Regions from separate parts of the Gossypium hirsutum genome. Here all the other regions are linked to region 2. The links are chromatin contacts, called in public Hi-C maps. All regions are on one chromosome and are shown on one strand. The core of a region is the stretch at or near the end of the contact, and the rest is flanking DNA. Distances in the headings are between cores, read along the strand shown.

What was found. Hi-C and Micro-C count contacts between places; a contact is called where the count stands out from the background.
Region 1: a Hi-C map of hypocotyl shows a contact between it and region 2, with 4 times the contacts expected there. The contact joins the promoter of LOC107948247 here to the promoter of LOC107948250 in region 2. A contact is called at or near these places in 4 of 34 Hi-C or Micro-C datasets (hypocotyl, leaf and petal).
Region 3: a Hi-C map of leaf shows a contact between it and region 2, with 2.6 times the contacts expected there. The contact joins the enhancer-like site here to the promoter of LOC107948250 in region 2. A contact is called at or near these places in 3 of 34 Hi-C or Micro-C datasets (all in leaf).

The regions. Positions count from the first base shown.
Region 1 is chrA04:28,983,524-28,987,956 of Gossypium_hirsutum_v2.1, forward strand. It overlaps LOC107948247 (actin-like), which reads right to left and starts at 3,141. Exons shown (of 5, transcript XM_016882730.2): 1 at 2,994-3,141; 2 at 2,529-2,598; 3 at 2,002-2,395; 4 at 912-1,525; 5 at 296-681. The coding sequence starts at 2,588. The coding sequence ends at 616. LOC107948246 (probable protein phosphatase 2C 68) reads left to right here. Exons shown (of 5, transcript XM_016882727.2): 5 at 1-100.
Region 2 is chrA04:29,342,311-29,346,343 of Gossypium_hirsutum_v2.1, forward strand. It overlaps LOC107948250 (60S ribosomal protein L6), which reads left to right and starts at 2,182. Exons shown (of 5, transcript XM_016882735.2): 1 at 2,182-2,522; 2 at 2,613-2,719; 3 at 3,424-3,602; 4 at 3,687-3,860; 5 at 4,017-4,033. The coding sequence starts at 2,266. The coding sequence ends at 3,842.
Region 3 is chrA04:29,812,614-29,816,837 of Gossypium_hirsutum_v2.1, forward strand. No RefSeq gene overlaps it. Among protein-coding and RNA genes, the nearest start is that of LOC121228440, 87 kb to the right of the region's middle. Within about 2 kb of position 1,453, at least 6 of the 9 cell types and tissues checked have an H3K27ac peak or open chromatin away from gene starts, as enhancers often do. A contact at or near this core is called in leaf, where this site is marked.

The sequences.
Region 1 (4,433 bases), core at 1,891-4,390, 360 kb before region 2:
TTCTTTCTCCTTACCAAGCAAGAAAAGTTTGAACTAATTTTGATTTTACTAGTATCACTTTGATTCCCAACTTTATGATGATAACCCCTTTTTAAGAGAAGCTATATTTTTCATTTTTTTTTTCTTTTTCTTGCTCATTTTCCATTATCCCTTTCATTTGGTATTCGTATGTTTAGCGAGTGAAATTTGAAGATTACAACATCGCCCAAATAAATTAAAGAAAAATGGAACCCTACTCAGTTTTTATGTTAATTAACATATGGTAATAACATCCAATAAAATGTAATGCAATCTCTTTAAAACAAGAGTAAAATAGTTCTTCATATTAGATAAAGGCTAGTGAAATTATAATAAAAAGAATTTCTGGTTCAATCCAAAACCATATCGGTAACAAATCAATCAATACACCACCTCTTCTACACTAAAAAAAAAAAAAAAAAAAAAAAGAATCCCTCCATAAAGCAACATTGGAAACCAACTCAAAGAAGGCAAAAAAAAAAGAAAAAAAGAAAAAAAAGGGAAATAAATTAACGGAGCAGAAAAGAAAAGAAAGCAACCACTTGATTTATAAGCTTTGCTGTGATACAAAACGTGTACTGTATGTATAGCTCTTCTCTAGAAGCATTTCCTGTGCACAATTGATGGCCCAGACTCGTCGTACTCTGCCTTTGAAATCCACATCTGCCAAAGTATCACCTTCTTTTAATATCTTAAATGTACCGATTCGTTCAAGTCGAAAATGCGATAAACAAACATTGTCTAAACCATTCTCCATCAGCCATTAGTTTAATTTAAGTAAGGGACATAGCCCTTGTAAGTAAGTTGTTTATAAGCATATTTATGTAAAACATAAAGATTGTGAAAAATTGTGAAGGAACCAACCAAGATATGAGTGAATAAGGATAGTGTACCTGCTGGAAGGTGCTGAGGGATGCCAAAATGGAGCCTCCTATCCAAACACTATACTTCCTCTCTGGTGGTGCAACCACTTTAATCTTCATGCTGCTTGGGGCTAATGCTTTGATTTCCTTGCTCATCCTGTCAGCGATTCCAGGGAACATAGTGGTGCCACCACTGAGGACAATGTTTCCGTAGAGATCCTTCCTAATATCCACGTCACACTTCATGATGGAGTTGTATGTCGTTTCATGAATGCCAGCAGCTTCCATCCCGATCATGGATGGCAGGAAGAGGACTTCTGGACAACGGAATCGTTCAGCCCCAATGGTAATGACCTGTCCATCAGGTAGCTCATAGCTTTTCTCAACGGCAGAGCTGGTTTTTGCTGTCTCCAACTCTTGTTCATAGTCAAGAGCAATGTAAGCTAGTTTCTCCTTCATGTCTCTCACAATTTCCCGCTCAGCCGTAGTTGTGAAAGAATAACCACGCTCCGTTAATATTTTCATGAGAGCATCAGTGAGATCACGACCGGCTAGGTCGAGACGCAAGATGGCATGTGGAAGAGCATAGCCTTCATAGATAGGGACAGTGTGGCTCACACCATCCCCAGAGTCCAAAACAATACCTAAACAAATTAACCATGGATGTTACGGTAAGAGTGACTACAGAACATATTTGTTCAAATGTACAATCACTATTATTCTATGACAAGCAGAATAAACTTGGTAATGAGACCAAAGTAATTTTTGAACTAGAGGAATAGAGGATTGCTGCTAATTTTTTTTTCACGTTCATGGAAACGGGGAGGTTAAGATACCAGATATTCACACAAGCAAGTTGTTGCAAGATTAATATGCATTTCTGAAATGTAGAATGATATGTTTCTATGGGCTTCTATAGATCTTGATTTATGACGCTTGATCATGACAAATGAAGTTAGCAAATCTGTTTTCTAATAAGATCCAGGCAATAATATTTCCAATTTTGCATGGTACCTAAATTTTGTTTTAGCCCTTTTCAGATATAAATCTTATTAACCTATCGTTGGATGGATATAAGTTTCACATGCATAATGTTTAACAATCAAGAGAAAGTGCGTACCGGTTGTACGGCCGCTGGCATACAAGGAAAGAACAGCTTGGATAGCAACATACATAGCAGGGGCATTGAATGTCTCAAACATAATTTGAGTCATTTTTTCACGATTGGCCTTTGGGTTAAGAGGAGCTTCTGTGAGGAGAACCGGATGTTCTTCGGGGGCAACTCGAAGCTCATTGTAGAAGGTATGATGCCAGATTTTCTCCATGTCATCCCAATTGCTAACAATACCATGCTCAATTGGGTACTTTAAAGTCAAAATACCTCTTTTCGATTGAGCTTCATCTCCCACGTAAGCATCCTTTTGGCCCATACCGACCATCACACCTGTGTGACGTGGGCGACCAACAATGCTAGGGAATACAGCTCTTGGAGCATCATCTCCAGCAAATCCAGCCTGAAAAGTTGGACATGAATCAGCATCTAAATAAAAGACTGATCAATAAAACCAATGTGCTTATTCCAGACTAATACTACACTACTATCAACATACTGCTATAAGATGAAATGGATATCATCTAAATGCTTACCTTGACCATTCCAGTCCCATTGTCACAAACAAGAGGCTGAATGTCTTCGTTTTCTGCCATTTTCTATTGCCTGTTTCATAGACAAACACCAACAATCATATATATATTAATAAATGATCTCATATCAGCATCATCACCAAAAGCTATTTCTAAGATATGGCACTATTAGCATCCCAATTCGAAAAAGATCATGAAAAATGAATTATACACGCATTATTTCATCCATAGTGAACTTCAATTGAGGAATTAAATCGAAAAACCTTTTATTCAACTCTTAATCTAACTCCAAAACAATAAATTCACATTCTATGAGATGATAAAGCAGCAGAATTAGCAATAATTAAATGCAAAATAAGTGAAAAAGTCAGCATTTTACATTAAAAGATGCTGAAGTTGAAGATCTAAACATCGAAATCCGATCTAATTAGTGCCTAAAATTGATAGATAAAAATAGAAACGAAATACCTTTGCTTTTGGATTCTCTTCCTTAGACGGAGTGTTGAAGTTGTGGAATTGTGCAGTTAAAGGTACCCGCCCTCTTTATTTTAAAGAGGGACAACACTGCAAATGAAACTCCATTTCAAATGTAAAATCGTCTTAAATTCACATGAAATTCAAATTCCGGATGATCTTGGCCGCCCATTTCCACTGTTCCCCATCTACGGACCCCATTTCTCGTCACGTTCTTGGTGGAAACAGCTGGCTCCCTCTCTTTAAAATATTAATTAAATAGCAAATGGCTCCGAAAATAAATTTTGAATTTTTTTATTTAAATGAAAAATTAATTCCAAGTCAATGAAGTCGTTTCATGTTTCACAATATTTTCCTCAAAAAAGAAATTTATTTCCATTAGCAATATTTATATATGTTTTACAACTAGGGGCTTAGGGACAATCTCTTTTAGGACATAGCTGTTAAAGCAGAATTCAATAAAGGGAGCAATTTGGTCCTATAAAGGGCCCTACTAAATAAAGATAAATAAAATTCCTTTTTGACCACTTTAGTGGTGGACTATTCAGCACCCCGTTCCCAACTGTCTAATGTTGTTGATATCAACTTTATTATTATTATATGTGAATTTACTCCCTTCTACTATAATCTAATATTTTAGTTGGAATCTTTAAACCAATTTCTTACATTTTTAACATTTGACGAACATTTTCTTTTTCTTCAAATGTAAACAAACATTCCAAGATTGTAAAATAAGATGAATTTAACTAAAAACTTCTGCGAGGAATACAAAATAATCATGTTGTAATAAATAAACTGGCCTATCTCATATTGCATTCAAATATTTTCATTTTTTAAAATGTACAAATTAGGGTTATAAAAATTTGATTTGATTAAAAAATTTTAAAAAAATTGAATTTTAAGTTATTTGAACTGAGTTATTTATGAGTTTCGAGTTCGAATCAGGTTGTAAAATTCAAATAATTTGAATAATAAATTGGTGTAAATACTCTTTTGGTTCCTGTCAATTTTGAAAATGAACAAATTAGTCCTTTCTCAACAAAAATTAAAAAAAAATCTAAAATACAAAATATTTATAAAAATAAAAAAAATTATATTTTTTTAAAAAATTATAAAAATTTTAAAAAAATTCTAAAGAATATATAAAAAAGTTAATTTTTTTAAAAAAATTCTAAAATAATAATTTTTTCAACCTAAATAAGTTAACTAATAATTCAAGTTAATCATACTAAAGTATTTTATTTTATTTTATTTTTCTTATTTTGCTTTGAAAAAGTTTTCAAATATATATGATTTCAAATTTATGTGCTGTAATATGAAATTAGTTATACTGTAATAATATTTTAATTTGTCATTTTAATTTTTTAAATTTAACTTGAATAATTTTATTTGATTCGGCTAGACTTGAATTTCATTTTTCTCGACATGATTCGA
Region 2 (4,033 bases), core at 932-3,431:
AAAAAAAATTTAAATTTTTCGACATAGTGAATTTTCTTCTCCTCTGCCCGTGGTTTTTTCCCGAAAGGGTTTCCACGTAAAATTTGTGTGTTCTTTATTTTATTTTATTTTATTTTATTTTATTTTTACACATAACTACACCATACCAAAGCACGTAAGTGCAAAACCCAATGTCCACATAAACATTTACATATACATAGTCGTCTCTCCACCACACCAAGATCTCTTGAGAGATAATACACATAAAATGATCTACTTACAAATGCTAAACCATTGCATAATATAATAGAACTCTATATTAATATCAGACCTATACAAAATGCATATATTACTCTATTAACATGCCAACCTTCCTAACTCTTCTATCAAGTTATATTGGCACATGGATTCGTGTCAAATTCCATTAAAGCAACTTTGAAATCACATTTCCCTAATACAACACTTTGCTCATATAAATTGGGAATCTTATCTAAAGATCATTAGACCACATGAGTGTATAACAAGCGTCATTTATTTTACCATATCCACTTTATCAAAATTATGTTGTCTTTCCACAATATTTAACACTTTGACTTTGTATCCCAATATAACATAAAAAACATAGCCATTTAACAATTAATTAACTTATTACCACATTTCATTTAGCATATTCAATAATTATTTCATCCATTTTAAACATAACTTATCTAGTTTCTTATAGATCAAATTTCACAATTTGTTAAGTGACTTTATACCTATAACAAATACACTAGACACAAGTAAATAAGTATCGTAAATTTCAAATGAACTTATCTCTTTCACAACAATTAAACTAAGTAGATAGCTTCTCAAATCCTTGTTCCTTTGTTTAAGTTTTCTCTATTCGCTTAGGTACTACTCAAAATATTCAAACATTTACAAATACACCATTAACAATTATACTTGACTTGAATGGTCATTAATTGAACAACAAATCAAGTTCGGCCCTAGAGTTGTTTGAGAGTGCAACCACCCAAGGTCTAGGACTGGAAGGGTCCAAAAAAATGTTTTTCAACTTTTAATGTAAAAAAAAATTAGAATAAAATAAATTAATTGAATACTTAAGACTTTCAATTTTTCATCATAAATGCTTCATCTCCTCAGGCTCCAAAAAATTTTCAACTTTTATTATATTACATTTTATAAATTTTTTAAAAGGGATCCAATTTATTGTTTCGCCTAAGACCCCAAAAATATCAATAACGAACCTGCAACAAATTAAACAATTGACCAAGAAAGCACAACTTGTTTGCACTTGATATCTAATGTCCAAAATTGACATAACCAGTAATCTACAGGTTCAAATTTAAATCCGGTTTTAAAGTATCTTTCTAAAAATATGAAAGCTATCCAAAAACACATATTTTCCCAAAGTTCTCTCCATTCTCTCACTAAACTTCATTAAGCTCAACCACGGTGGTTAACCTATACCTTAACAAAACCAATATGTACACTTAAGCTTAAATAAATTTAACGAAACCAATCTAATGGCCTTTTGATTCATATATCCTTGAATTAGTTAGCGGAAAATGATGGACAATATCATACTTGTCCACTAATTATATACTAGTGAAGGTTTTGTTAAATTTGAAGGACCTTGATTACTAACTTTTAAATAAATTACTAATTTCCTTAATTATTCCCTAAATGATCCTACTCATTATTCTCGGCTTTGTCCTATGAACTTATCGATATAATAAAAATTTTCGAAAATTTCCGACTCAAAACTGCATTTTTTCGATAACAGCGAAAAATAAGTAATTACAAAAAATATGAATAATTAAAAAATATTACGTGAGAAGTTCTGCTTCTACTAATTATTATATAAATTACATTAACATTATTATTAAAAAAGATTACATGATTAATAATAATAATATGACCTGGTTATAATTAATTTATTTAAGATTAAATTATATTTATATTTAGATGTCAATTTAATAATATGATAGAAAAAAAAGGTGTTCTCATATTTAAAAGTTTTTTCAAATTAGTGAATATATATATATAAATTATTATTTGGGTTTTCTTCTTAAATTCAAATGTTGGGCTTGAGATAATGAGATCATCTAATTGCTCGAAGAACCCAAAACAAGCGAAGACCTTTAGCCCACACGCACAAGGCCTGTAAGAAAATAAGGATAAAACCCCCCATTTTGCAATAACAAGCGTTTTAGGGTTTTGCTGTTATCGATCTTTCCCAACCAAGAAGAGCAGCCGCCGCAGAGCAAAGGGTTCAGAGAGGAAATGGCAGCAAAAAGGAAGACCCCTGTTAAGACCCGAAACCCAGATCTTATACGTGGCGTAGGCAAGTATTCCAGGTCTAAGATGTACCACAAGCGCGGCCTTTGGGCTATCAAGGCCAAACACGGTGGCGTCTTCCCTCGCCATGACCCCAAGCCTAAAGCACCCGTCGCCCCCGAGAAGGCTCCCAAATTTTACCCCGCTGAAGACGTCAAGAAGCCGCTACTTAATAAGCGCAAGCCTAAACCCACCAAGCTCAGGTTCTTTTCTGAAATGATTATTTGGTTATTTATTTGTAGACTTTCTGAAAATGTGTTTCTCATTGTTGGGCTTCTTTGTTATGTGTTCAGAGCAAGCATTACTCCAGGGACGGTCTTGATTTTGTTGGCTGGAAGATTTATGGGGAAGAGAGTTGTTTTCTTGAAGCAACTTACTTCTGGGCTTCTTTTGGTTACTGGTGAGCTTTTATATTTCGTAATCTGTTAGTTTCTAAAACATGCATTTTGCATAATTCTACTCCTTTCCCTCAGTTACTAACACTGCTAATTTTTGCTGAATGTTTATGTGGAAATTTTATTGATCGATTGAAAGTGCTAAATTTGAAAACGTAAATTTAAAGCAGTTGCAGCTCATATTTTAACAATAAAGAGTGATATCAAAATGGTGATAAGCCTTTATTTATTCCTCTATGCCACAATCTGGATTCTCAAGTGTCTGCTTTCAGCATTGGGATTGACGCTTAGATGAATTTTTTGCTTATATGGAAGAAGCATATGCTGCATTACATTTTCATTCTTGTGCCTATTTATTTTAGCTTTGTGACACAAACTTGTTTGACATTAAATAAGTTGGAGATCGACTAATGTGGTCCTGAAAAACAATGCTTTTTATTCATATTTCATGCGAATGTTTAGTATACAAGTATCTACATTCACCTCTTGTGGTATATAAGGCTATGCTATCACCACGCGATATCTATTAGTTTTATTTTCCATGGTTTTTGTTAGTTTTTTGCTTGTATTTCACTTCTGTTTGCAGCATATACATTTGCATCTTGTGGCTTATGGCGATAGGCTATCATTATGTAAGTTGGCTGTTCATCATGAATTCGTAATTCTTCCATGATCTTTGCTTAAATTTGGGGATTTCATTTCAATGCAGGACCATTCAAGATTAATGGTGTTCCTTTACGGCGTGTGAACCAATCCTATGTCATTGCTAATTCCACCAAGGTTGATATCTCAGGAGTTAATGTAGAGAAGTATGATGACAAGTACTTTGCCAAGGAAGTAGAAAAAAAGAAGAAGGGTGGAGGAGAGTTTTTCGAAGCTGAAAAAGAGGTTAGTTGGTTTTCCAAGTTAAGCTAATGTTCATCTAATGTAATGTGCTAATGTTCTATTCCTGCAACTTTCTTTTAAATGTAGGATAAGAAGACATTGCCAGATGAGAAGAAAGAGGACCAGAAAGCTGTTGATGCATCTTTGATAAAATCAATTGAGGGAGTCGCAGACTTGAAGGCGTACCTTGCTGCAAGATTTTCTCTAAAGTCGGGCATGAAACCTCATGAGCTTGTTTTCTAGAGTGTATGCTTTACTTTGGTATTTGCTCCTTTTTCTTTTTTGGTTTAGGGTTTCCAGTATCAGATGGTACATTGGGCAAAAACCTCAATTTGTGTTGACTCAGTTTTGTTATGCAGTACTCAAGTTTTCCTTTTAGTGTGCTATTTTCATTGAATTAATTTTTTCCTCTCGCAGAGGATAACAAGAAAGAC
Region 3 (4,224 bases), core at 203-2,702, 470 kb after region 2:
TGTTATCAGAACTGGTTAGAAAACTAAATTCCAAAGACACAATTAGCACATCAAAGGGAGTGGTGGTCCACCAATCTTAATTTTCAAGCAATGAAGATTATATTTTGTAGCCAAATTCAACTAAATGTCCAAGTCCATCTTTTCTTTTCATTCCCATTTAACTGTCGCCACACTCGCCAGTCAATTTCCTATGATGATTGGAGGATCAACTGCAGCTGATTGATTCCATTGAATATTTTGATTCTCCTAATTAACAAAGAATGAATGTCTTAATTTTCACTTGTTCACCGCTTCTCCAAGCTGTAAACACTATCTACTCGGATACTTGGATTAGGGTATGAGTTTGAAAAATGGGTATACTAATATGAAGCTGATTTCCTGTAGTCCTATTACTTTTATTCTGATCCAGTTTTGCTGAAAGGAGCCTACCGAGCCAGATATAAAAAAGTTCAAACCCTTTGAATAAAGGCTCATGCAGTCAATATAACATATTCAGTAAATTTGGGGTACTCAAATATGGATGTAAAATAAATAGTCCACCCATTTATTGCCCACATTTACTACTATCAGATATGATTCCCTAACTCGGGTCTTATTCATATGGCAAAGCTCCAACCCATCTTCTCACCTAAATCTTCCCGCAGAGTTATTTAGTAATATTACATAATATAGGTAGCATCGTTTTCCTCTTGTTCTGCCATTGTTTGGGCTCTGAATTTTCTCATCTTTTTCTGTTACTCTCGTCCTGTGTAGTTGCACTAGCTTAGTATAAACCATGCACTTAACTCATAATCGAACAAGAAGCAGCAAAGGCAAATGTACATATCAAATTTTTTAGGTCTTTATCGGTTAAGCCCTTAGAAACTGCACCCTAATGTTCCATAACTTAATGCATTTTGATTGCTTTAATTCTAGAAAAGCTGCAAAATCTATACTAAGCTATATATATCATATTATGTTCCAAATTTTATACTAAACGATTTTAAAGAACCGTTGGGCCTTGCTCTCCCTTTCCTTCCCATTCAGAACATTTGTTATCCGGTCGGTTTACTTTTACAGTAATCTATATATATCATATTATGTTCCAAAAGCTTCCCATTTGTCTTTTTCTTATTCTGTTTCCTTAACAGCTGTTTCATGGCTTCCATATATCAGAATACGCCTCCTGGATAATTTTTGAATAATGATGTTTGATATTGTGAAGAACCCGTTGCTCCTCTTACTCTCTCAGTTTAAAATTATCTGCGTCTGAGATGTTTTGGCTGCATTATCATCTCTAGCTAACATCTATTTATCATCCCATAACCACGCTGTTGGCTTTGGTAAGATGCACATCAAAGGGGGAGCTATAAAGGTATCAGCAATACCTAATTTTGTATTCGCATATCCAATAAACTGGACCAGGGAAAGGATTGCACCAATGGCAGAGATGATAATGGGTTGCACATTATGCTAAAATGAAAATAAAACAGAAAATTGATGGGGACCATCTACACGTGCTAATGTGCACCGCTTAAGCATGAAGCCAAATTTCGAGTTAAATGAAGAAAGGGAAACCCAAAATCAAAAGAATCTTATCAAATAAAAATATATGTGTATATAGAAATCTATCCTTTGTAGAGTTGCTAGGTTAAATATAAACTGGTATATTGAGATTACTTACCACTTAATTTCGTTTCATTTTCTTTTTACCTTTCTTATGAATTCCAAGTCCTTGAAACAAAAATCAATCAAAAAGACCTGGTCTACTGCATTATTGGCATATGCTAACATGCGCGCCTTTTACACCCCACTGGAGGCCCTGCAGTTCTTAGCCTCATACCTCATAATTAAAGAAACTTTCCTGTCGTTTTCCTTTCCCCATTGTTTAAAGACTTGAAAAGAAGACTGGAATTAAAAAAAAACATAATTAATGTACCCAACCACAATATTACCTTAGCCAATAATAAAGATTTAAGATCAAAGTAGCTGAAGATATACGGCAGTGATTTTAGAGAGAAATGGGTGCGAAAATACAAAATTTTACAGTTCTTTGATAGGTTATTTTTTGCTAGACTTTTCAAGATTTGATGAGGAAGGAACAGTAAGAAACGTAGAAGGCGATGGATGGTGCGAGGGATGGAAAAGGTGAAGCACATGTGGCTGAGCTTGCAGTTGCAGTTGCAGTTGCACTGATCAACGGCCATTGGCCAAAGGCCCAAAGGATACGTAATAACTGGCAACCGACGCAGCCAATTCAAAGAAGTTGTGTCCCAAGTGGATTGGTTTGTTTTGTAGTAAAACGAAGAAAATACTATCTTTAGAATTTAGATCTTTTGCAGTCCACCTATGCAAACAGCATATTAGGCTTTAATCTCATGGGTATGCGGTTACGGGCTCATTTCTTTATTGGTTTAATCTATTTTTCTATTTTCCTTGTTATGAAAATTAGAATTATTAACAGGTTTTTTTTTAACTTGCAATTAAATCAACAAATAAAAGTGAAAGGTAATAGAAATGAAGTAAAATTGATTATATAGTTTAGAATTCGTTCTTATGGGATATTGAGCAATCTATTATAAATGAATAGTATAAGTAGTGATTTAAGTTTATTTTTTCACTCCTATACATTTAACTAAAATCACATTTTCACTAATTTTTTTTTTGAAAGTTTAATTACAAATTGAACATGGAAACCATTTGTTTACAACTAAAATGCACTTTAACACATTTTTTAAATGAACATAATAGTGATCTCTAATTCGAACATCAAACCAATAATCAATTCGATGTGAACATTAAAACTCAATCATAAACCCATGAGCGTGATAAGCTTAATTTTCTACAAGGTTCAATAACTCAATCCAAGTCCAAATTGTTGAAAGACCAACTTAATGTGTTGGTTCAATATTTTGTTCCAAAAGACTTTCAAGAAAGAGAATTTGAAGATCCAAATAGTCAAGACTTCATTTCATGTTACATGGGGTCTAATGACACAAACCTAAGAATAAAACTTGATGAAAGGTTTTAATAAGCTTATAAGAGACCAAGTTATGAAGAGAGAAGCCCAAACACACCCAATAAAAATCAATTTATTTAGTTCAGTAGAGTTTTGCTAGTTTTCATTTAGCCCTTGTTTGTTGTTAGGCCCAACATAATTTATCTTGAGTTTATTTTTAGCGTCATTTAATGTTTAAATTGCTATAAATTCGGTCCATCGTCCATTCTTATTCAAAATGGCGGAATTTGACTGGTTCTTAGTTGTTAGTTTTAATTTTGTTTTAAATTTTTTTAAGTGAATGACTTCTGAGTTAATTTAAACTCTTTTGGATATATGTTATCTTTATTCATAAAACTTTTGTACTCTTTGGCCATGTGAGCCTATAAATAGGGCTAGCCTCTCCATTCTGTAACTAGCTTTTCACTTTGAAAATTTTTAAACACTCTTTGAGTTTTATTTTGTTGAAAGAAGTCTTTTCTTTTACTTTTTCAAAGAAGAAGTTTTCAACTTAGTTCTTTTGAATTATTTGCGAAAATTCTTCAATTTTTGAATTGTTAAGAGTGTTCCTTGAGAATCAAATGCCATTTTTTCATCTTGGTTGATTTTAGTAAAATTTATATTTCAAGGGGATGGATCTTCCATCCTTTATTTATTCAATTTCTATTCTATTTTGTTTAGTTATCCTGTCATTTTAGGTGCCTTCCATCTTTACCTCAAGAGAGTGATAGTGATCCTCATCCAAATATCCAAACTACCATTTCCTTTCTCTTATTCTTATCTTTCATTTTAAATCTTATCTTTTATCCTTAGCTTATTAAACTGATTCATCTTTTTACTCACAGATTCCCAACAACTAGGAATCAATCCTTATTCACTGCTTTATCACAATCTTTAATCATCCTAAAAATCGGGCTAGTAGAATTTTGATAGTAAATTAGGGGTTAGTGAATCAAAAACCGTAATTGGGTTAGATAATTAAAAAAATTAAAATTAATTAAATAAAATATTAAAATAATTAGAATTAATATTTTTTTTGTTAGGAAATTGAAACTAGGCGCCTGAGAACTAATTTGGTTAAACAAATTTTTGAAATCGAGATTTGTTTTGAAAATAATTTTGAAATTGGATTTAATTGAAAAGTAAGGACCTATTTTAAAAAAGGAAGAAACTGGAGGTTGTTAAATGGGCAATGGCCCAATTTTTAAAAATGGGTTGCCTATTTAACAACTCCTACGTCTCATTTT